Linked DNA regions of Mus musculus: regions 1, 2, 4, 5, 6 and 7 are each linked to region 3. A link is a contact called in public ChIA-PET, Hi-C, HiCAR-type, HiChIP or PLAC-seq and Micro-C data. All regions are on one chromosome and are shown on one strand. The core of a region is the stretch at or near the end of the contact, and the rest is flanking DNA. Distances in the headings are between cores, read along the strand shown.

Region 1 (2,932 bases), core at 331-2,830, 730 kb after region 3:
CATGGTTGCAAGGAAGAAATCGCTTTCTGAAGAATGCACTGGGGAATCATGCTGGCCTGTTTTCAGACTGTCCTACTCTGTGTCAGGGAATGTGTTCACACTGCGGGGGGTGGGGGTGGGGGGCGCGGGGGGGTCTTCCTGCAGAATCTAGCACCAATATGTGGATTGGATTTGACTTGGATCTGAGTCCTTTCTGTCTTTCCTTTTGAGTATACTGAGGTATGTTTTCTTTGGTTTCTCTTTTGACAGATGTGTAATATATATAAAAACCAAACTTGTAATATTTACAACATTTTAGACTTCAGTGTCAACTCTTCACATAAGAAATATCTTAGAACACTCTCTTAAGAATCATGGGAAGGTTATCACTTCCTAGTGTCTGTCATGAAACTGTTTTCGATGCACAGCACGATTAGCCTGTTAGCACAGCTGTAAGCTTTCTGGTCCAGAATCTTCCCTGTGCTCAGTGGGGAGGCAAATCCGGTTACTGCCATGTCCGTGGTTCGCCAGGCTTCACAGTACTTGTCCACAAGACGGACACCATGGGGGTTGGAGCCGTGCCAGACCACCTTCTGGGGCCTAGAAAGGAATTTTATAGTGTTACTTTTTAAATGGCATTTTTTTAATAACAGGAAGTTCTTCATTTCTTTTTATTTTATTTTACAGTTTGTGTGTGTGTGTGTGTGTGTGTGTTTCAGAGTTCAACACTGCATGTCTTCCTCAATCATTCCCTACTCTATTTTTTGAAGCACAGTCTCTCACTGAACCTAGAGCTTGCCAATTTAGTTAGATCTGATGGCCACCAAACACCAAGGACCTACCAATTTCTGCCACTCAGTGCTGGCGTGGCTGAAGCGTGCTGCCCCACCTGGCTATGAGATAAGTGATGGAGACCTGAGCTCAGGTTGCCGTGCTTGTGCTGCAAGCCCTTGGCCCGCTGAGCCATCACCCTAGTTCCTAAATAGCAGTTCTTTGTGGTATATCTTGGTGAGGAAGTTAGCATTAGTGTAGCAAAGGGAGAGACATGTTCCTCCTCACCCACAGTTCAATGCCAAGTCCTCTCCCGTGCCTTGTGGCTGTTACCTGCTTTCTAGACATACTCTAGACAGAGTATGTTGGCAGCCATACCCACTTGCAGCGATCTCCCAATGGCATCCTTAGGTTTCACACATCTGGACCATTGCTCCTGAGCTCACTTGTTGGGTAGCCTCTCTCATGGTCAGACTTGGGACTCCTTCACATCTTAGGGGCCCCCTCTTTCAGGAATCTCCTTTTCATTCTTGCCCTCAAAAATGAAATCCTCCCCTCTGTTCCTTTTATCAGCTTTCTATTTTAAAACTACAAAACTGTCCACATTTATACACAGTCTCTTATCTATTGCCCCTCGACACCGGGAGCCCTTAAAGCGTAGGGCCGTGGGGGCCTACTGTGCCTTTCAGACCTGCATTCAGATGTGTTGTAGCACAGGCACTGAGTATCACTGTGTTTTCACCCACAGTCATATGCACAACTGTCCTGTGGTGTACCAATGACTGTACTCATTTGACAGGCAAGGCCACTGTGGCTCATGGAGTGAAGTGCTTTGCCCAGGTCTTATCATGAGCTACTAGACCCGAGGCTTCTGGCTCCAAGGCCATGGCTTTCCCGTGACTCAGCTGCCTTACTGTGGCTTCACACTGGCAGTGTTCCAGGGAGGTAGCTCATTGTTAGAACATGTCCTAGAAACGCCTCTTGTGCTACGTCACAGGGCCCAAGCCTGCACTTACCAGGAAGGATCAGTCATCACATCCCGACCGTCAAAGGAGTAGATTGGAATGTGTGTATTGAATTGACCTCCATCACCAGAAAATATCGAGTCCCAATTGTTAAAAAGCACTTGGCCCTACAAAGACAAATGACACATTTAGGGTTTGGCTCCCTCTTCATAGTGTGACCCAGCTACTACTTCTGGAGTCCTCAGCTCAGCGAGGACAGTGATTGAAGTGGCAAGTGCTTGGGCCACTTGGGGATTGATGTGCCTGACGTCAGTGGCGAAGGTGTTCAGCTTTACCTTGAGATTCACAATTGGAAGGCCGAACCTCTCTGCCTTCCGCACGACTGTGGAGAGATCCTGCAGGTGTGAAGACAGAAAGGCTCGGAAAGTGGACAGGAGGCCTGCAGCCCTGGCCTGCTGGAAGCACTGGAAATCAGCTCGGATGTCCCCAGCCACCGGTGTGTTCAGAGCAACCAGGTGCAGCTGCAAAGAGTAAGACAGGGTGGTTAGCAGCCCCACCCTCCTCTTCCTGTTCTGAGGAAGAGGCCCACTTCGACTGTAAGGTGTGACCCAGGTGCAGCTGTCCACCCTCAGTGAAGACAGCCTTAGCACCCGTGAACAGACGTTGGGGTGAGAATGTCTTTCTTAGATTTAATAAAAGATGCATGAGACATTCTCCTCGGATTGAGGAGTCCTTTGGAGATCTGATTCTAGTGTGCAGGCCATGCTTGAGAAATCTGGATATGCTCCCAGCCTGGTCACAAGCGTGGCTTCTAGGGTGGCTTTGTCCTGCCTCCCATTCCTAACACCTTGTTCATCAGCCCCAAACCAAAGCCATTAGGGAATTTGGTTTGGCTTGCACATAGGCACCCATTTCCTCCCTCCAGCCCTTTCTGTTGGCATTCCATATGAAGTGCAGTCTGTGGTCTGAGGATGCTCTCATTCTGCCACTCTCTAGCTGTGTCTAAGGGGTGTCAAGTTGGCATTGACATCCAAATGCACTCCTACACACACACACACACACACACACACAGAGAGAGACAGAGAGACAGAGACAGAGACAGAGACAGGGAGACAGAGAGAGAGACAGAGACAGAGAGAGACAGAGACAGAGACAGAGAGAGACAGAGAGAGACAGAGATTCACATGCATCTCACACACAAATAGATGTATTTAAAA
Region 2 (3,036 bases), core at 233-2,732, 950 kb after region 3:
GACCTTTCAAAGAGCTGAAGCTGCCTGAGGCACTGGGTAGGAGTGGAGAATCCCTGCCAATCCCAGCAATTTTGACTCGGAAAGAGAGTGAAAAGGGCTTCGGGCAAAGCCATTGCGGTAGGTGAGAGAAATTCAGTTAAATCTGTTAAACTCTCCCTGATGGAGGAAGGGGCACAGCAGACCGCATCTCATCCTCTCGCAGGTCAGTGTTGCCTATGCCCTCTGAGTCCATTTCCAAACTGGAAAAAAAAAGAACTGTCAAGGCCTGGAGAGTAGAATGTGGCAAGCGCCTGATAATCACACCAGGCTGGCCCTGTGGCTCTAACCAGGACCCCTTTCTGAGTTCTGTTTTCCAGGCAATCTACCGAGCTCAAGTGGGAACTAAAAGTTCTGTAACAAATTTAAAGGGTGGAGGCGTCTGGGAGACTGAGGGTAAAGGTGGCAGCAGCAGCTGCTGCGGGTGTTTGCTTCCTTGTCTCTCACCTGTTGAAAAGCCAGCAGCTTCAACAGGAACTAGGCTCTGACTACACAGGATCTGCCCTGCACCACCTACAAGAGTGTGCTCGGCTGGACTCAAGAGTCACAGGCGCCCTTCCCACAAACCTCTTCTTCCCACCGCCCTCCACCCAAAGCTAGGACTTCAACAGCCAGAGAGAAAGGGAGGCGGCTCCGGGCCTCGGGCACGGCCATTGGGCATCTCGATGGCTCTGCTCTATCCCTGGGCAACAGCACACCCACACCAATGAATGGGGTCAGCCCTGTGCTAGTCGCCGTCAGCTCTCCGGAGTCACAGCCACACCCACAGTCCTAACTGCCCCCACAGGCACGAAGTAGGGGTCTCTTCAGTGTGTTTAACTCGAATCTCACCCTGTCCCGACAGAATGACAACTTTGAGGTGTCTGATTCAAGGGACCACTCAGTTACCAGTTTGACTTTCTTAGGTTCGTTCTGATTTTTTTTTTTAACTTTCCCGCCTCTTCGCCCTCTAGATACGCCCCACCACCACCCCCGCTCTGCACCACCTCCTCCCGAGAAGGATGCTGCGTCCCACGCGCCAGTGCTCCGCGACTACTCACAGAGGGTTCCAGCGCTCGGGCAGTCGGCGGTGCAGCGAGATACGGTCGCTCAGATAGATGTTGATCTGGTGCTGCTTCACGCTCTCCTCCTGCAGCCGCAGCTCCTCGCCCTGCAGCTGCAGCCGCACCGCCTCCCCATGCGCTCCCAGAGCATCGGCGGGCAGCGGCGGCCTGGGCAGCACTGGCTCGTGACGCCCGGGGAGAGGAGTCCGCGGGGGTCCCGGGTCCACCGTCCCCGACCTGCTTCGAGCCCGCAGCAGCGCGCCCAGCCCTGCCAGGGCCAGCAGTGCCAGCAACGCCTCCCGGCCGCGCCGCAGCCCCCGCGGGCAGCGCCTCCTCACCGCACGCCCCCACATGCACCCGCTAGCTGCACCCCGCGGCCTCGGGCCGAGGCTGGACCCGGATCCCGGAACCGCGGTCGCCCCGCCCCCGGCCCGCCCCACCTGCGCCCCGCCCTCTTCCTGGCTGCTGCCTCCCGCGCCCACCTGCCTGTGCCCACATGAGAGAGCAGAGAGCTTGGCGACCCTTGCGGCGTGAGTGTGGGCTGAGCACAGCGCTCTGGGCGCTATGGGGACCCTTCCTTGAACTTACGTGACACTAGCACTATCCCGGATGGAAGGTCCTTAACCTTAGCCACTACGTGTTCAGGATGTGCTGGCCAAGACTCATGAAAGCTGCAGGCGGCTCTGTGCGGTACTCAGTGGCGCCTAGAATAACTAACTGGAGCCCATGGTTTTCCAAGCTATGTTTTTCAGTCTTTGCTTTAGGGACACCTACACTCCGCAGGCCCATCACACACACACACACACACACACACACACACACACACACACACACCATCCTTTCCTGTAATGTATCAGGTTTGGCTCAGGGCTTATAGGAGAAAAGGGGAGCCACGGGGCCCTTGCTTCGAAGCTTGAAGGACAGAGTTCCATCCATCCCCACATGGTGAAAGGAGGACTCCCTCAAGTTGTCCTCCAACCCCCACGTGTGATATAGACACTTGTGTATACATACATGCATACAGATAAAAGTTTTAAATTTAAAGTTTAAATCAAAAATGTGTTGCTGTATCATAGTCGGAATCTCAAGTAACCCAGGCTGGCCTCCTTTCCTGAGTCCTAGAATTACAGGTCAGTGGTACCAAGCCTAGCTAAATAGTGTCTCCAGCCCCAGCCCCTGATGTTGACTGAAATATGGTCTCACTCTGTAGTCCTGGTTGACTCTAAACTTTCTACATAGCCCAGGCTGGCCTCTAACTTTTAGGAATAAAATGTCTTCAGTAATTTACACAAACTGCCACTTTTACCTTTAGTTGTGGGGGGAGGAAGGAGCCAAGCTAGGCTGGTGCCTTTGCAAATTCTGTTCCTGCACCCACTTGCCTTGCCCCACCTTACCAACTCTTCCTGAAGCCTTCAGCCACTGCAGCGTTTTCAGGATGGCTTATTATTATTATTAATTTTGCCACTAATAGCACATTTTCACGGCAGAAGTTTTTGTGTAATTCTGGGTGTATATGTATATAAAACCAGTATATAAATCAACCACTTACTTATAGTAAGTCATAAAGAAACTCATTTTAAAACAATCTTTAAAATACATATAATTTTACTATTAATAAAAGAAAGCCGTTTACATGTTAAGATGGATGGACTTGCTTATTTTTATATAAAGACTTAAATTAAGGCTAAGCATTTGATACTACAGGACACAAACCATCGTCATAATTTTCAGAGTTGATTGATAATTTCATTTTAAAAATCCCAATGCTGGGAGTGCCATTTCACATAAATGTGTGGTGCCAGGTAGCAGAACTATATTTTGGAGTGTTGTTTTGAAATTCTGCCCCAGTCCCAAGAAAATTTGTTTTTAAAGATTTATGTTGGTGCTGTAGAGATAGCTCAGCCATTAAGAGCACTGGCTGCTCTTCCAGAGGACCCAACATCTACTTGGCAGCTCA
Region 3 (3,109 bases), core at 211-2,710:
CTATTGACCACAGTCCCCGCGGCTCTTCCCTCGGGAGAAGCCGGGCACATAAACAAAAGGCCAGCTCCAAGAACGTTCTTGGAAATCAAGGGACCAATGCTCATGAGCTCCCGCATGACTGCCGGAAGCCTCCAACAGGTTCGAGAGGTGCCTTTGAAAGCCAGTCTCCGCCGGCTGCGCTCCGCTGCTCGGCTCCCCTTTTCACCATCGAGAACTTTCCTTTCTACTAAGAAGAAAACACTCGGAGCAACTTCTCCGAAAGCTCATTGAAAAGTAACACAAGCCTTTCCCACACCAGCCAAGGCCTGGAGAAGAGGGACCTGGTCCCCACGCGTGTCGGGGCGCGAGAGTCGGCAATTACACCCGATTACCTCCATGGGGAAAAGTGTAAACCAGCAAGTCGGCGACGCCAGGCAGACGTGCCTAGTGGAGCCCGGGGCTCATTTCAATACAATAAGCCGCATTCCTACAATTACACCCTCTTTGCTGAGCTCCTCCAGAGCCTCTGCAAACTCCGGCCGCTGCTGCCCAGGCACTGGCCCTCCTAAGCTTTCTCCCAGACAACCAGCTCCGTTTCACCATTAGACACATTAACTCGGACCCACCAGAGTCCCTATTTCCAATTCCACTTAAAAGGCAGGAAAATTACTGCCGTTCATCACCGGGGCTCCAACTCTGCCTCAGCGGCAGCCGCTGCCGCCGCCGCCGCCGCCGCCGAGAGCATCATTACCATGACAACTAGAGCCGAAATACCCTGAATTACGACGCTGGAGCAGCTACAGCACAAATCCAGGTCCTCCTCTTTGTTAGAGGCTTTTAGCCTCTTTGGGTGGGGAGAGGAATCTCACAAGCTTCAGAGTCCCTGAGGGCCAGCTACAAGGGAAAAGTTTCAGCTTGGAACCCACCGGTAGCTGGGCGAGAAAACCTGAAAGGGGAGGCGGCGGGAGGGGGCCACCCCATATTAAAAGTTGTCAATTTCAGGAGCGACACTTCCCAGCGCGCCAACTTTTAAGCAAGTCCCCACATTAACTGGGCATATCGTACGTACTTGGGTGCTGTGGCGGTTCCGTCTTTAGAGCGAGTTTCTAGAGAGCGACCCCGAAATCTGGATTGGGGGAGAGTCACAGCTGCTGTCCCGGAAGGGCTGCGGTGCACAAACCCAGCGGCTCCCAGAGGCGGTGAGCGGCTGGCGGGGGATGCTGCGATCCCAACTCATGGGAGAGCGCCGCCGAGAGGTTCCGCAGGCATCCAGTCTCCGGCTGCGACCAGGGGGTAGGATGTCGCCACGTTTCCCACCTCCACGGACACTGCGGGCTCTGTCAGCGTTGCAAAGTGAGCCCTGGAGGGGCGTCCGGCTGCGGCGCGGCGCGGCGCGACACTGGCGAGGGAGCCGGGTGAGAGGGGTGTGAGCGCGCGGGAGAGAGTGGAGTGTGTGTGCGGAGCGTGTGAGCGCGCGTGTGTCTGTCTGTGTGTGCAAGTGAAGGAGCGGGTGTGAGCGTGTCTGTGTATGGGGAGCGGAGGAGGAGCAGGCGCTGGAGGGGTGGGGGGCGGGAGGCAGGAGACTCGGCTCTCCCGGCTGCGCGTTCGCTCGCTCTCTCGGCACGTCATTTATGCCACAGGAGCCCTAGCAGCCTCTCCATAGAGTGCCTGGAATGCGAGACGTCAATGTGACGACATGGGACGCTACGTCACCCTCCTCCTCCCTCCCCTGGCCCAGCCGGTTCCGCGTGTGCGAGGGTGTGTGTGTGTGTGTGTGTGTGTGTGTGTGTGTGTGTGCGCGCGCGCGTGCGCGCGTCCTCCGGCCATTCTCACGGCCGCACAATGGAAACCACGGGGAGCTGCGGACCCCAGCCCTGAGGCTTCTCAGATTCGCGCGGCCAACCCCTCTGCACGGGAGCCGCTTGCCAGGGCGCCGGTCTACCAGAGGGTGCCGCAGCCCGCCCGCGGGTCAGGCGGGACCGCCCAGCTGTCAGGCTCCGGGTGGAGCAGAGTTGGAGGAGTGCTGCTGGCTCGCCTCCGAGGCTGCCCCGAGGCATCTAGCCAGGTCCAGGGGGTAAGAGAGAGGACAGCTCTTCCGAAAGGGAAGGCTACGCCAGCCAGCTTCTCCGAGTGACCTGGCAGTCGCAGCTGAAGGAGTCTGGCACCAGGCCGAAGACTCCCAGAGGTGCAGCTGTGCTTCCCTCATGCAATGGTTCTAAGGCTGTTTACGTCCCTCTGGCCCTCTGCGCCTAGGCTAATTTGCCTCTTCCTCCTGTCATGCTGTTAGTGTTTCACCCTAGGATGCAGACAGTTCCAGGGACAAGATTTTATTTCTTTTTACTTATGGTGTGAGGTTCTTGACTGGACGCTTTATAATCCAAAGAAGTGCACATCCAGCCACGCGCGCGCTGCACGAGAAACTATATATAAAACAAACACACCACACGTGTTGAACAGCTGAGTGAGTCTGACTGTTCCTCTACTCCCCAGCACCGGGTCAGACATGGAACTCAACTCGCATTTGAGGGTTGTAGATGCCTCCCCTTCCACCTCTCAAATGAAATATTCAAAATCAGTCAACAGGATTCATTAGGTTGTCTCTAGGGGATCTTAACTATGGTCTCCTGGGGCGGGGGGCGGGGGGGGGGAGGTACATTTGTCTTCCAAGTATGTAGAAAGTCTGGGCGACTGTATAAGGGACAGCGATTTTTTCCTGGAAAAAAATTTAGGGTGTCACTTTCTTGCTGAGAACAAAACAAAACAAATAACAAAAACAAAACAAAACAAAACAAAACATGTTTGAGTTAAGAACTCTTAGTTCCAAAGGTTGCTGCTAACTGAAAGTAACCTCTTTCAGAAAAAAAAATTTTTTTTTACGAAGACGTTAGAATGAAACAACACAGACAGACGCGGTCTCCAGTGGTCTGCTAGAATCTCAAGTGGCATTTTCTTTTGATCTGCCCCAACAATTGAGCGTGTGGGTGGCAAAGTTGGGGGAATAGGATCCCCTAGTCATAGCACATGCTTCAGAATCTAAGAAGGTTCGAACTAGGACCAGAAACTCGAAAAACAAAACAACACATGCATAGTGTGTCTCTCTGTCTACGCCTCCACTTTCACTTTAGCCGGC
Region 4 (2,893 bases), core at 162-2,661, 840 kb after region 3:
TACATAATGCAAAGGCTGAGCAGGGACAGGAACCTGCCCAACTGGGTTTGAGTTCTGGCTTTCATAGTTGCCACTTCCTAAGCCTCCCCAACAATGCTTTCCAACACAGGCACTCCTGAGAAGAGCAAGGTATCTTTCCGACACTTATTCTCATGGAAAGGACATTATTTCCCATCTGTCCGTTACACTTCTCAACGCTTCTGGAACAATGAGGGTCTAGTTTACCAGATCTTCTCAGATGAGGAAACTGAGGCATGCAGAGTGAAAAAATGTTGCCCACAGTCACCCAACAGAGGCGCAATTCACACCGGCAGTTCGACTTTAAGTCAGACCCACTTTAATCCAACAGCTTCTGAGTCCTCTCAGGGGAAACTGAGGCCCATAGAAGAGAAAGAAAGATCAGTTTCTCAGGCTTAGTCCATCATCCACTGCGCCTCTGTCCGGCAGGGATGGGGACCTCTAGTGACTCAGGCTGAACCAAACACGCTAGCGACTCTGTTCTGTTATGTCAGGAACGACTAGGATGTCAAGGTATCCCTGCCGAAGACCATGTTTTCCCATGGACTGAGTGTACATGGGACCTGCTCACCCTACAGCCCAGTGCGCACGACCTCAGCGCGGGAGCCCAGCGCGCTTTGGGATAGTTTGGCAGTGTGTTGTCACTGTACAGCTAAAACCCCTCTCTGCCCGCTCTGGTGAGCCACGTCCAGCCCAGACACTCTTGTGTGCCTTCGCTGAGGCAATCATCTCAGCGCCTAGGAACCCGGGGGGCCCGGGAGGACCCAGGGCAAGACGGCTGTGCGCCGCGCCAAGCAAGTACTCCCTTTTATGTCCAGGAATGAGGCGCCGTAGCACCCGGGCGCGCAAACCCAAGCGGCTGTGGCTTACCTGTCGCAGCGCGGGTCTGCAGGACAGCGGAGAGCAGCGCGGAGATGATGGAGAGCAGCCACCTCGGGCGCCGGCCCTGCGCGGTCCTCCTGCAAGAAGCGGTGGCAGAGAAGGTGAGGCGGCGGCTAGGAGGTGAGGCGAAGGTGCAGGGGGAGCGGGGCGCGGGTCCTACCTGTGTGTCATGGTGCAGCCGCCGGACCCCAGCTGTACTTCGCCCGCGGAACAAAGGCTGCGCTCGGTGGCGACGGCGGGATCCCCGCTGCTGCCCGCGCCTGAGTCACCCGCGCTCTGAAACCCGACTCCGCCGCGCCCTGCGCTCCCCCACGCGCGGTGCCCCACCTCGCCGCCGGTCCCCGCTGCGCCTCCCCACGCCCCCTTCTTCCCGCCACCCCAGAGCCTTATGTAACCCGCGAGGAAAGCCCCGCATGCAGACGCAGAGCTCCACAACCCAGGGCCGGCTGGGATCGCTGGGGTTTCCTTACATGACAGACTAGGCTATTGAGATTCAGAGGGGAGTGGCAGTGTCCCAAAGCTACGCGGTTGAAGTCGCTCCTGGTTGCTGTGCCACACCCAGCAGGCCAGCCAAGATCCCACTTGCATGCCCCAGAGTAACACGGTGGGGACGGAAGTCATACACAGAGCGAGGACTTTGAAGGACTCGTGGGGTGTGCTCTGAATATTTTGGAATCCCAAAACCTTGACCAAGGGGAACTGAAGTCCAGAGAAGCCAAACGATTTACCAAGGCATCCATCCAGTGAGCCACACAAGAGAATCAACATTGAAGAAAAGAGTAAGGTCTCAATGTTGACCTAGGCACATAGAGTCAGGTGTGTTACCTGCCCGCTGGGAACAAGACACCCTTTAACTAACAAGCAACACAGAAGGCAGGAATTGGGAGCTTAGCTCTTGAAAAACGCTATCCTTAGGAGCTCTTGCAGTTACTAACTAGTGCACTGCAGGAAACGTGGGGGTGAGGACACACCACAAGGGTCAAGACAGGCAGAGCCATTGGCTTTTAAGGGACCGAGGCACCGGAAGCCAGGAGGGCTCCAAGGAACTAACAAGGAAGTTAGGGGGCATTCTAAGGATACTGCCCACTTAAGGTGGCTTTGACATCTGTTCACCCTGTCTATGGATTTGAACTCTCGTTCCCCTTTTGTGCCTTCTGTGATGGGTATAACACTTGTTACAAATGATTAACCATGGGGAATTGGCTTTCTTGGGTCTGGATTTCTCTATTACTTGTAAAATGCACCAGCCAGATCTGTAACTGACTTCCTAGATAGATTTACCTAAGGAAATTGTCGCACCCAAGGTTGTTCTGTTTGACAGTTAGAGCCAGTGGCTATAAACAGGTGGCCTGGGTCTCCATGTGGTCCGCAGATAAGTTTGGTCAGTGATAGCTTCCAAATTAAAAAGTTAATAATAACAACATTTTATAATTATGAACTGTTTATTAAGATCCATATTTTGTAGGGCTGGAAGGATGGCTCAGGGGTTAAAAGCATGTAGTGCTCTCGAAGAGAACCCAAGGTCCAGGCACCCACATAGAGTAGGCTACAATCACCAGCAACTCTAGTTCCTGCGACCTAACACCCTCCTCTGGCCTCTGTGGGCACTCCTACATGCATGTACATACAAATATATGCACACAAATTGAAAAACCAAATTTGTGGACTATTAGAATTCAGGTAGACCTGATGACATGGAACCTGCATTTTTGATGTCAGATTTTATTGGAATTTCATCAGTTGGGCAATATCCTCCAGTTTACCATGGTTGCCACCATTTTCTGCTTCACCCATCAACAAGACAAAGGACCAGTCCTACTTAATACCACACTTGAAGTCTGTCTTTGCTCATAAGTCAGAGTGAAACTGGATTGAGAGCTTACCACCCTGTTCCAAACGAGCAAACAAGGGGTCTATGGAGAGACGGCCGTGTCTAAATGAGATAGGGAAGAGCTTATGTTTAATACACAGATACAGTTTGGTTACACATATA
Region 5 (2,927 bases), core at 152-2,651, 540 kb before region 3:
TTTCCAACAGCTGTGGGAGGGCAGGCGGCCTTGGAGAGAGGGGAGAGGTCACTTACTCCCTGGCTCCCCTGGCTGCCAATCTTCCAGGTCCTCCTGCAAAACACACACACCACCATTGCCTCTCTTTCTACACCACTTTAATTAACCCGGGGTTACTCTAGCTACACAGGGGCACTCTCTGAGACCTAATTACCTTTCATACCCAAATCCCACACAAGATGACTCCCTAGCTCCCTCCCTCTGTCAAACTGGGTTCACTACTGGGCTCTCATCTCTTCACCCTATATACGTACTCCAGCGTGGTTACCTGAGCCTCAGGCTTTGTCCAGACACAACCAACAAAACACTTCCTGGGCCCTCCTGGGACTCCCTGCTGCCCTGATGCACAGAACCGTGGACAGATTTGGTCCCCACTGCACCCCTGAACCCAAAGGACAAACATAACCACTCCTTCTTTTTACCGGCATTACCCCTCTTAAAACCCAGGAACTCTTAAGAACCTCCCCACCAACACATGGTCAGTTCTCAGGCCCTTATCCTCAGTCCGCCAGTTCCTCACCATCACACTCACACACAAACACACACACACGCACACACTCCCCTTGAAGCCTAGCCGTCCTCCCTCCCTTGGGGCTTCACAACACTTTACACGCGCTTCCACGAGCAAACCCAGGATCACTGCTCCGTCTCGCGGAACCTCACCAGCTCACCACGCCGCAGGGCCGCCCTAGTCCCGGCCACTCGACACCTACGGACCCACAAACGACCACTCCCCATCCCCAACCCAGGTCCCCAAAGCCCGCACCGCGAACTCTCGTCCTGCCCTCCGCCCGGCCCCCGGGACTCCTCAGCACCCTGGTCCACACCGGGTCCTCCCGCGGCCCAGAACGGCGGAAGGGAGGAGCCCCAGAGGCGGGCGCCGGCGGCTCCTACCTGAGCAGTTGCTCTTGCCTCTGCCTCCCGGACAGTCCCCGCCGCCGCCCGCGGGCTGGTTGGACGCGCGGCTCCCGGGCAGGCAGAAGGCGAAGAGCAGAAGCACCGACGTGTAGCCGCAGACGGCGAGCGGGGGCGCGGCCGGCAGCCGGAGCGGCGCCTGGGCGCCCATGCTGTCGCGGCCGCACGGCGGGGAGCTCAGGGAGCGGCAGGCCGGGCACACCGGCCCCGCGCCGCCTCCTAGCAGCCGTGCAGCCGCCCGGGGCAGCCCCGCAGCATCCCCGCCAGGCCCCGGCCCTCCGCGCTCGGGACAGCCTCGTTGGGAGACCCCGGCGCGGGCGAGGGGCGCGGGCGCGCGAGGGCAGGGAGCGCGCCGCGTGGGGAACACGGAGCTGGGGCGCGCGCGGGGGGCGCGGGGCGGGGACGGACGCAGCTTCTAGCTCGCAGGCTCGCCTTCCCTTTGTGTCCGCGCGGCTGTCGCCGCCGCGTCACAAAGACCCCGGCCCGCCCGGTGAGGGGCGCGTGACGGAGCCGCGGGCGGGGAGGGAGCGGCGACCCCGCCCCGCGCACACCCCCGGCGCCGAGCTCCGCCCCTCCCGGGGAGCCATTGTTCCTGAGGCGGGCGGGGGCGCGGGCCGGGGTCGCCGATCCCTCCGGCTGGCCGGACGGCGCCGAGGATACTGGAGAGAGCTTCGGGACGGTGTCTCAGAAGCCCTTTGTGAGCCTTTCCCACGCGCCTTCTAACCCTGCACGAGCTCGGGTGGTCTTTCGTGTGTTTTCCAGGTGGAGTTAAAGGCAAAAGGTGACTTGTCCAAGGTCAGTCACATCCCAAGAAATGGGCAGGATCGGGATTGGTACCTAGTGCTCACTCCCGCTGTGCACTTCTCCGGGGAAAAGGCTTAATCCCCAAGACTCGCCCCACCGGGTTCCTGGATAACTACATCTCTCGGCTGAATCTTTAAAGTGCGTTGCCCTTTCCGCGCATAATAGCAAAGATTTAGAGCGGATTTGCTATATCCAAGGCCTAGAGGAAGCTCTTAGCCTGTATCCTCTCCAGTTCTATTTCACAGCCCTACAAAGGAGTTCCCATACTGGTTTTCTGCCTTCCCCAAATCAGGAAGTTGGGACCAAGAGTCTTCCAGCTGTCTGGAGCCCAGTACAGTCCTCTGCAGCCCTCACCTTGCTAGATGATAACTTTACACAGGCAATAAGACCATAGGCCAAATTTTTGGAAATTTTCCGCTTTGTTCGAAGTCTGTTATTGTTGCCCACTTCAGAAGGAATTCTAGAATTTCATTGTAAAATTAAGAAAATTGCAAAAAGGACACTTGAAGAAAGCTACAATCTAAATACAAAACAAACACTGAACATAGAAGTAAAGACAAGGAGGCTTTGAGAAGTCCAGGCAAGGGAGAAAGCTTTGGAGACCAGCAAGAGATAGCCGGCAGCTGAGAGCCCAGGCTGCTTTTGCAGAGGCCCCAGCTTGGATTCCCACAGCATCACAACCATCTGTAAACACTGTACCAAGAACTCTCTTCTGGCCTCAAAGGGCAGTGTAGGCATGTGGTATAGATATGCATCAAACAAAACACCCATATACATTACAAATAAACTTATTTTCAAAAAAAATTTAAAGCCACTAGCAACAAAGGGAAAGATATTTAAACCAAAAAGTTACCCCTCTGGATGATTATTAAAAAGTTAGAAAGACTGACAAACTTAGCACTATTCATGCATACATTTTGGAGGGCGCGGCAACCTAAATATGAAGAAAAAAACTAAATTTGTTTTCCTAACAATACCAATATTGGAATTTTTGCTTTAGAGATGGTTGAACAAGACACAACAATGAATAAAGGAAGATTTTCATGACAGCTTTTGTGTAACAGTAAAATATGACCCCGGTGGTCATCTTTGTGTATAGATTTTGATAATGATTAGGTTAATGATGAATGGTATAGAAACAGGGATACTGGAGACTGGAGAGATGGTTC
Region 6 (2,803 bases), core at 104-2,603, 770 kb after region 3:
AAGCCAAGAAGCCAATACTGTGGTGTGTTGGACTTCAAACACAGCTGGTTTATGGATTCTAGGCAAAAGCAGTTCTACCTCAGAGTCTTCAAAGGTGCCCTGATGCTATCACACGAGCCAAGCTCCAAAGCAGATTGGGATATCTAAGAGATATTTGTGACGACATCATCAAATTTCTCCTCTAACTGACAAGAAAAGACAGAAGCTGAGTCTACGTCGACATTTCCAGCCCAGTGAGATGACTCAAAGACAGCTCTTGGGTGCTCAAGTTTCCCCAGAAATTCTGAGTAGTTAAGAAAATTTCAGAGTATAGACTCTTTCCTGCGTGGGTGTCTCAGAACCTTCTACGACAGATGGGTACCATGAATACCCTGAACCCTGAAGACTTCATGCCTCAGTCCTGGTAGAACTGTAGGCAGAAGCGTCAATGCAAAAGGAATAACATCCGAGTATCCTGCTTTCTAGAAGGATCCTCAACTGCCCTCCCAGGTCTGCTCTGCAGCTGGGAAAATAGGCCATTCTCACTTCTTCCTTCCTGGGATAAAGGTGTCATGGTTAGCTGTTCAGCTTAGCATGGGGAAGATAAAAGGTACCTCTGTTTATGCTGAGCATCATAAAAAATCTACTAGATAGACTCTTAATGACCATCTACACTTTGATGACAGGTTCATGTTTGGTAATACTGGTTTTATATATGAGTATTACATTTCCCAGGCAAATAAATAGAGTCTTACTCATTCTGCATGGTGGGAAAGCAACTCACTTTGAGCTGGGCATGACAGTGCACAGCACTGGGAGGGAGAGGCAGGAGGATTAGAGTTCAAGGTTGTCCTCAGCTCTTATGGAGCTGGAGGCCAGCCTGGGAGGCATGGGACTGTCCTCCATTTTGCGTAATTACCTGGGCTTATAGCCCAGATTGATAGCATGAGAAAAGACTTCTTATAACTCGGTTTATCCAGTCATGGGAGGTCCTGGCTAGACCTTGTCAATAAGGATTTGTGAGCCAAAAGAAGATACTGTGACAGGAGTTGGGAGTCAAATGGATCACCACAGCTGATGTCTCATGAGGACCCTGAGACACTCGTTTCCTTCCCAAATGAAGTCATATATGTGACTGTATGCCAGACTGTTTGTTTTCCCGTCAACTCTCCAAATGCAAATGTCCAAGTCCTTCTAGAGTCTGCCTTTGCTTAACCCCAAAGCATCCCATGCCCCCAGGACAACCAGTGGATCTCTTAGCAAATGCCAGGAATGAACCAGCAAAATAGATCTGCAGCAGCTATCTAGGGCAGGGTGGCTCTTCCTCCTTGCTGTGCAGCTGAGCCAGCTGTAGCCAACAGGGGCGTCAGTATGCAGCCCAGGGTGTCTGCAAGCACAGACAGTGTGGGAGGCTTAGCCGCTGCTTTGTAGGAGCAGACAAGGTAAGTGTAGGTTGGTGGGGCTTCCCGCAGACCTAGATTTCTTATGAAGCTGTTGTTTTGTATGAAATGACTTCCCTAAGGTTGCACCGTTGTTTCTTTTTCTGAGAAAAATTCATTTGCAACAAAAATCAGGTTACCCTTTCAGTTAAGCACACTCAAGGCCGATGGACGGAAACTGGGATTGGATTCAGTGGCCATGGTGCCCCGGCAGGAAACACTTCACACATGTTCATGGGGGTGAGGTACAGGGCCCCTACCTCCTAGACAGTGGGTTTGTTGAACCTTCATTAACATATCGCTAGTGCAAGGTGTCTCGTTTTTATTTATTATCTCTCTTTGTATAAAGAGGCATGTCTTCATTATGTCTGGTAAGGCTATAGGGGCATGACCTGCCCTTCCCCAAGAGCACAGGCATGGGTAGTAGGCGGCTTCAGAAGACTGAAAGCAGGCTAAGGAGAAATGCTAGCTTAAGATGCTGTTTGAAGAATATTCCACTTACTCATAAAAGACTAATAGAGGCTGTGCTGGGTTGGAAGGATATTTCGGCTCTAAGGCAGGATAAGGGTACACAGGAATGCTAGCAACTTCTGTGTCATTGCTAAGAAGGTTCTCCCTGTACTCTCAGAAAGAGGAAGAAGGAACTGGAAATGTTGAGAGAAGTCAGGCATGATGGAACACATTTATAATTCTAGCACTAGACAGTGGGTGGAGGCTAATCCAGCCGAGGTAACATGACCTCATCGTAACAAATCCCAAACAAAACACTGACCCCAAAAGAGTGAAGAGAAGGACATTCAGTACCCCCTCACCTTATCCAAGTCCCACTGTGTTTGGTTGCAGCTTTTCTGTTAGCCAGAGGCTGAAATTATTAAATGGAAAGTTCCAGAAATAAGCAATTCACAAGTTTTAGAGTTCACACTGTTCTCGACAGAACAATGAAATCTTACAGCTTCCTGCTCCATCCTACCTAGGATATAAGCAATCTCTTGGTCCAGCATATCCATGTTCTATATACTACCAACTCATCAGTATCTTAGCTGTCATCAGCAGACCGTCATTCACCCTTTCATTAGCCCTTGTTTTACCTAATGATAGCTCTAAAGTAGACAGTAGTGATACCAGTGATTTTACTATGGTATATTGTTATGACTGGTTTATTGTATCATGAGATATTGCAGTTAATCTTTTACTGTGCTTAAGTTAGATACTAAATAGGTATGTGTGTGTGTGTGTGTGTGTGTGTGTGCAAGGAACAATTTATTGTTTAACAATATAAATGTGTGGGGAAGGGTCTTATAACATAACCATTAGGATAAAGAAGGGTCACTGTATCTGAAATAGGTATTAATGACAAAAAGAAGTGGCATTTCTGACAAGGCAGA
Region 7 (2,862 bases), core at 99-2,598, 990 kb after region 3:
TCCCAATGCTGTAATTAAAGGCATGCACCACCATAGCTGACATATTTATTTATTGTGTGTGTGCCTGTGCATGCCATACAACAAATGTGGAAGTCAGGGGACACTTTCAATAACTGTCCTCAGACCTAACAGTTACGCTGTTATCATGACACACTGTTGGGACATGTAACAGCCTTGCCTTGTATGTCTGGCTTCTTGCTGGGTTTGGGCGGGCACTACTAACCATCTAGGGAAACCAGTTGTCTCTTCCTATGGAAGTGTCCATGCTGTAAGGACACATATGCTGTGAACTGCGTCTTGCTTTCTGCTTAATTAGCTTCTTTTCCCCAAAATGTCCTCATGGCTTACTCTCTTCCTTAAGGTTTTTGCAAGTGTTATATTTTCAGTAATTCTCTTGTTGGCTCAATTATGAAACAATGCTCCACCTTCTACCCGATTTTGCTTGGATTCATGTTCCGTTTACTGTGTCAACAGCACTCAACTACCATTCAGCAGCCAAGTTTATTACCACAGCATATCTTTATAGCCTGTATGGGTGGGTCAGATCCTAGAAGGCAGAGATGCTATCTTGCAAACGTTCGCGGCACGAAGAGCTGTGCCTGGCACTAACAGGCATCCAATACATACTTGTTGAGTCCGGAAAGAGAGATGAACTTGATGTCAGAAGACCTGAGTCCTAGCCACAGCAGCGCCTGCAGATCTGTGCAGACTATAGCAACATACAACCTTCCCGGTCACTCGTCTACTGTAGATTGGAATAATCATCTGAAACTCTAGGGTGGCTACAAGGACTGCCCTGGGGACCAGTCGGTGGTTCCTACTGTTTGTGTGATATACAGGAGGGCTTGGGACCAGAACAGTTGCTGGTCCCACACTGAGTTTCCGACAGTGGGTCTGGGGTGTGGCTAGAAAAATCTCTATCTGTAACATGTAAGTTACTGCGGTAGTGGTGACCCCCCCCCCCCCCTGTCAAAAACAAGAGATAGATGGGCGGGTAGCTTGACACAGATGAAGAACTCAGCACTGCAGGGCTGCTCCGGCAAACGACGGGGCTGACCCATTCGTCCCGATTCAGCCTGCGACTGTTTAGGGAGCGCTAGTGAAATGCGGGCCGGTCTGGGGTCGGTAGAGATGCGAGATGAGTTCTAAGCTAGGCCCAGAGGTCGGATTCAGTAGGAACGAACAGGAAGACTGAAGAGTGACCGCACAGTCACAGGCCCACCCTCCAAGGCGGGAGGCGGGCCCTGCGCGCGCGTACCCATCAGGCGCGACCCCGGAGGCGCGCGCGCACCCAGGGGGCGGGCCTGCGGACGGCGGGCACGCGCGCGGCCCCGGGGTGGGAGCGGGCGGCGGCGCGGAGCGGGCGGTCAGCGATGGGCGAGGGCGCGCTGGCCCCCGGCCTGCAGCTGCTGCTCCGCGCCTGCGAGCAGGGTGACACCGACACGGCGCGGCGCCTGCTGGAGCCAGGCGCGGACCCGGTCGCGGGGCCCGAGGCGGGAGCGGAGCCGGCAGGGCCCGAGGCGGTCCGGGCAGCGGAGGCCGGGGCGCCGGTGCCGGTGGACTGTTCCGATGAGGCGGGCAACTCGGCGCTGCAGCTGGCGGCGGCCGGTGGCCACGAGCCACTCGTAAGGTTCCTGCTGCGCCGCGGAGCCTCGGTCAACAGCCGCAACCACTACGGCTGGAGCGCGCTCATGCAGGCGGCCAGGTGAGCGGGGACCGGGAAGGAGAGAGTCCGGGACTCGTGAGAGTGCGAATGGCAGACTTGGAGCTTTGCCTTTTGGTCATCTGTATGATGGAAATAAAAGGGCGGTTTCAGAAACACAAGATTAGGGATGTTAGAAACTTTGGCTTCTGAACAGTGTGGAGGCTGCGGAGTGCATCTTCTAGACGTTCATTCATTCCGTTTTGCATCAAGGGTCTCCTAAGAATCTGTCTACTCACCCTGGCTTTGGGGGTTGACCGAATAGATAACTGGGATCCAATTAAGTCCCTATTTTGGGGATATGAGTGGGGTGGGTGGGTAAATAAAGTAGCATTCTTGATCTGGAAGGTCTGACAGTAGTAGCTGACCCAGTTGGAGGAATAGAGGCGATTTTTAGTGGAAATGAGGTGTTAAGACTCGAGGATTTGTAAGAGTTATCCAGGACCGGAAAACGAGGAAGCGAGGGAGAACAAGCACACTGCAGACACATAGTGATGAAAGGTGGTCAGACAACTGGGAGGATGCTGCGACCCAGAGGGGGCTGGAGACAAGCCCACCATTGGAGGAAGAAAGTAGGTGCCAGATTGGGGCTGAACAGAAACCCACAATCTAAGGATGATCAGGAGTGTGGAAGGCACAGGGCACTGTGACCGGAACAGACTTTTGTTTCGGGTAAGTTACATTCAGCACCTGTGAGAATAGGCAGAGAGATGGGCCAGAGTCAGGAAGGCTGGCTAGGAAGACAGCAGCCAAGGAAGAGACAATTAGTGGCCTGGATAAACCTGAAGTTGATCCTCGTGGTTGTGTGACCCTGCGAAGGGGTTGGGAGAGGCAGCAAAATCCATCTCTAGATTTCTGACTCGTATAAATATACTGAGCTGTAAAAAAACAAGAAAAGAGACAATGCTTGTTTTGTTTTTAGATTTGTTTTTATTTTATGTGTATGAGCGCCTGTGTATATGTGCACCACATGTGTGCCTGGTGTCTGAGGGAAGCCAGAAGAGGGCGATGGGTATCCTGGAACTGGAGGTACAGACACAGATGGTAGAAACCAAACCTGGCATCTTTTTGAGAGCAGCAGGTACTCTTAACTGCTGAGCCATCTCTCTAGCCCTAGAGGGAGAGTCCTGAGAGTGAGCATAGCTTTCAGTCACATAGCA

What was found. A called contact is a pair of places that touch in the nucleus more often than the background predicts. ChIA-PET counts read pairs in DNA pulled down with a chosen protein or histone mark. HiCAR-type assays count read pairs that join an accessible place to other places. HiChIP or PLAC-seq counts read pairs in DNA pulled down with a chosen protein or histone mark.
Region 1: a contact with region 3 is called in an RNA polymerase II ChIA-PET map of memory CD8 T cells, with 51 read pairs. The contact joins the enhancer-like site here to the promoter of Nr4a3 in region 3. A contact is called at or near these places in 1 of 39 promoter capture datasets (neutrophils) and 5 of 115 datasets of contacts at active chromatin or transcription factors (effector CD8 T cells, memory CD8 T cells, pro-B cells and 2 more).
Region 2: a HiCAR-type map of embryonic stem cells shows a contact between it and region 3, with 4 times the contacts expected there. The contact joins the promoter of Galnt12 here to the promoter of Nr4a3 in region 3. A contact is called at or near these places in 2 of 39 promoter capture datasets (embryonic stem cells and hippocampal neurons) and 3 of 115 datasets of contacts at active chromatin or transcription factors (all in embryonic stem cells).
Region 4: an H3K27ac HiChIP or PLAC-seq map of embryonic stem cells shows a contact between it and region 3, with 8 times the contacts expected there. The contact joins the promoter of Col15a1 here to the promoter of Nr4a3 in region 3. A contact is called at or near these places in 1 of 484 Hi-C or Micro-C datasets (embryonic stem cells) and 2 of 115 datasets of contacts at active chromatin or transcription factors (both in embryonic stem cells).
Region 5: a Micro-C map of embryonic stem cells shows a contact between it and region 3, with 4 times the contacts expected there. The contact joins the promoter of Tmeff1 here to the promoter of Nr4a3 in region 3. A contact is called at or near these places in 5 of 484 Hi-C or Micro-C datasets (Sertoli cells and embryonic stem cells) and 3 of 115 datasets of contacts at active chromatin or transcription factors (embryonic stem cells and stem cell-derived neural progenitor cells).
Region 6: a contact with region 3 is called in a HiCAR-type map of Th17 cells, with 3 times the contacts expected there. The contact joins the enhancer-like site here to the promoter of Nr4a3 in region 3. A contact is called at or near these places in 2 of 39 promoter capture datasets (embryonic stem cells and hippocampal neurons), 2 of 115 datasets of contacts at active chromatin or transcription factors (Th17 cells and embryonic stem cells) and 1 of 9 other capture datasets (liver).
Region 7: a contact with region 3 is called in a Hi-C map of uterus, with 5 times the contacts expected there. The contact joins the promoter of Anks6 here to the promoter of Nr4a3 in region 3. A contact is called at or near these places in 2 of 39 promoter capture datasets (embryonic stem cells and liver), 3 of 484 Hi-C or Micro-C datasets (embryonic stem cells and uterus) and 3 of 115 datasets of contacts at active chromatin or transcription factors (embryonic stem cells and stem cell-derived neural progenitor cells).

Annotation. Positions count from the first base shown.
Region 1 is chr4:47,309,724-47,312,655 of GRCm38.p6, reverse strand. It overlaps Col15a1 (collagen, type XV, alpha 1), which reads right to left. Exons shown (of 40, transcript NM_009928.3): 38 at 2,051-2,236; 39 at 1,767-1,882; 40 at 1-579. The coding sequence ends at 366. Among named protein-coding and RNA genes, the nearest start is that of Gm52732, 8.0 kb to the right of the region's middle. Within about 2 kb of position 1,580, at least 150 of the 459 cell types and tissues checked have an H3K27ac peak or open chromatin away from gene starts, as enhancers often do. A contact at or near this core is called in effector CD8 T cells and memory CD8 T cells, where this site is marked.
Region 2 is chr4:47,090,369-47,093,404 of GRCm38.p6, reverse strand. Galnt12 (polypeptide N-acetylgalactosaminyltransferase 12) reads right to left here and starts at 1,482. Exons shown (of 10, transcript NM_172693.4): 1 at 1,077-1,482. The coding sequence starts at 1,432.
Region 3 is chr4:48,043,656-48,046,764 of GRCm38.p6, reverse strand. It overlaps Nr4a3 (nuclear receptor subfamily 4, group A, member 3), which reads right to left and starts at 1,460. Exons shown (of 8, transcript NM_015743.3): 1 at 1,049-1,460.
Region 4 is chr4:47,206,530-47,209,422 of GRCm38.p6, reverse strand. It overlaps Col15a1 (collagen, type XV, alpha 1), which reads right to left and starts at 1,411. Exons shown (of 40, transcript NM_009928.3): 1 at 1,061-1,411; 2 at 889-977. The coding sequence starts at 1,071. Gm12426 (a long non-coding RNA gene) reads left to right here. Exons shown (of 3, transcript XR_001784287.2): 1 at 1-129; 2 at 837-1,001.
Region 5 is chr4:48,583,648-48,586,574 of GRCm38.p6, reverse strand. Tmeff1 (transmembrane protein with EGF-like and two follistatin-like domains 1) reads right to left here and starts at 1,401. Exons shown (of 10, transcript NM_001356272.1): 1 at 934-1,401. The coding sequence starts at 1,105.
Region 6 is chr4:47,271,496-47,274,298 of GRCm38.p6, reverse strand. All of the region lies in intron 14 of Col15a1 (collagen, type XV, alpha 1), which reads right to left. The region is part of intron 1 of Gm52734 (a long non-coding RNA gene); the gene reads left to right. Among named protein-coding and RNA genes, the nearest start is that of Gm52734, 6.3 kb to the left of the region's middle. Within about 2 kb of position 1,353, at least 37 of the 459 cell types and tissues checked have an H3K27ac peak or open chromatin away from gene starts, as enhancers often do. A contact at or near this core is called in Th17 cells, where this site is marked.
Region 7 is chr4:47,055,792-47,058,653 of GRCm38.p6, reverse strand. It overlaps Anks6 (ankyrin repeat and sterile alpha motif domain containing 6), which reads left to right and starts at 1,348. Exons shown (of 16, transcript NM_001356426.1): 1 at 1,348-1,705. The coding sequence starts at 1,374.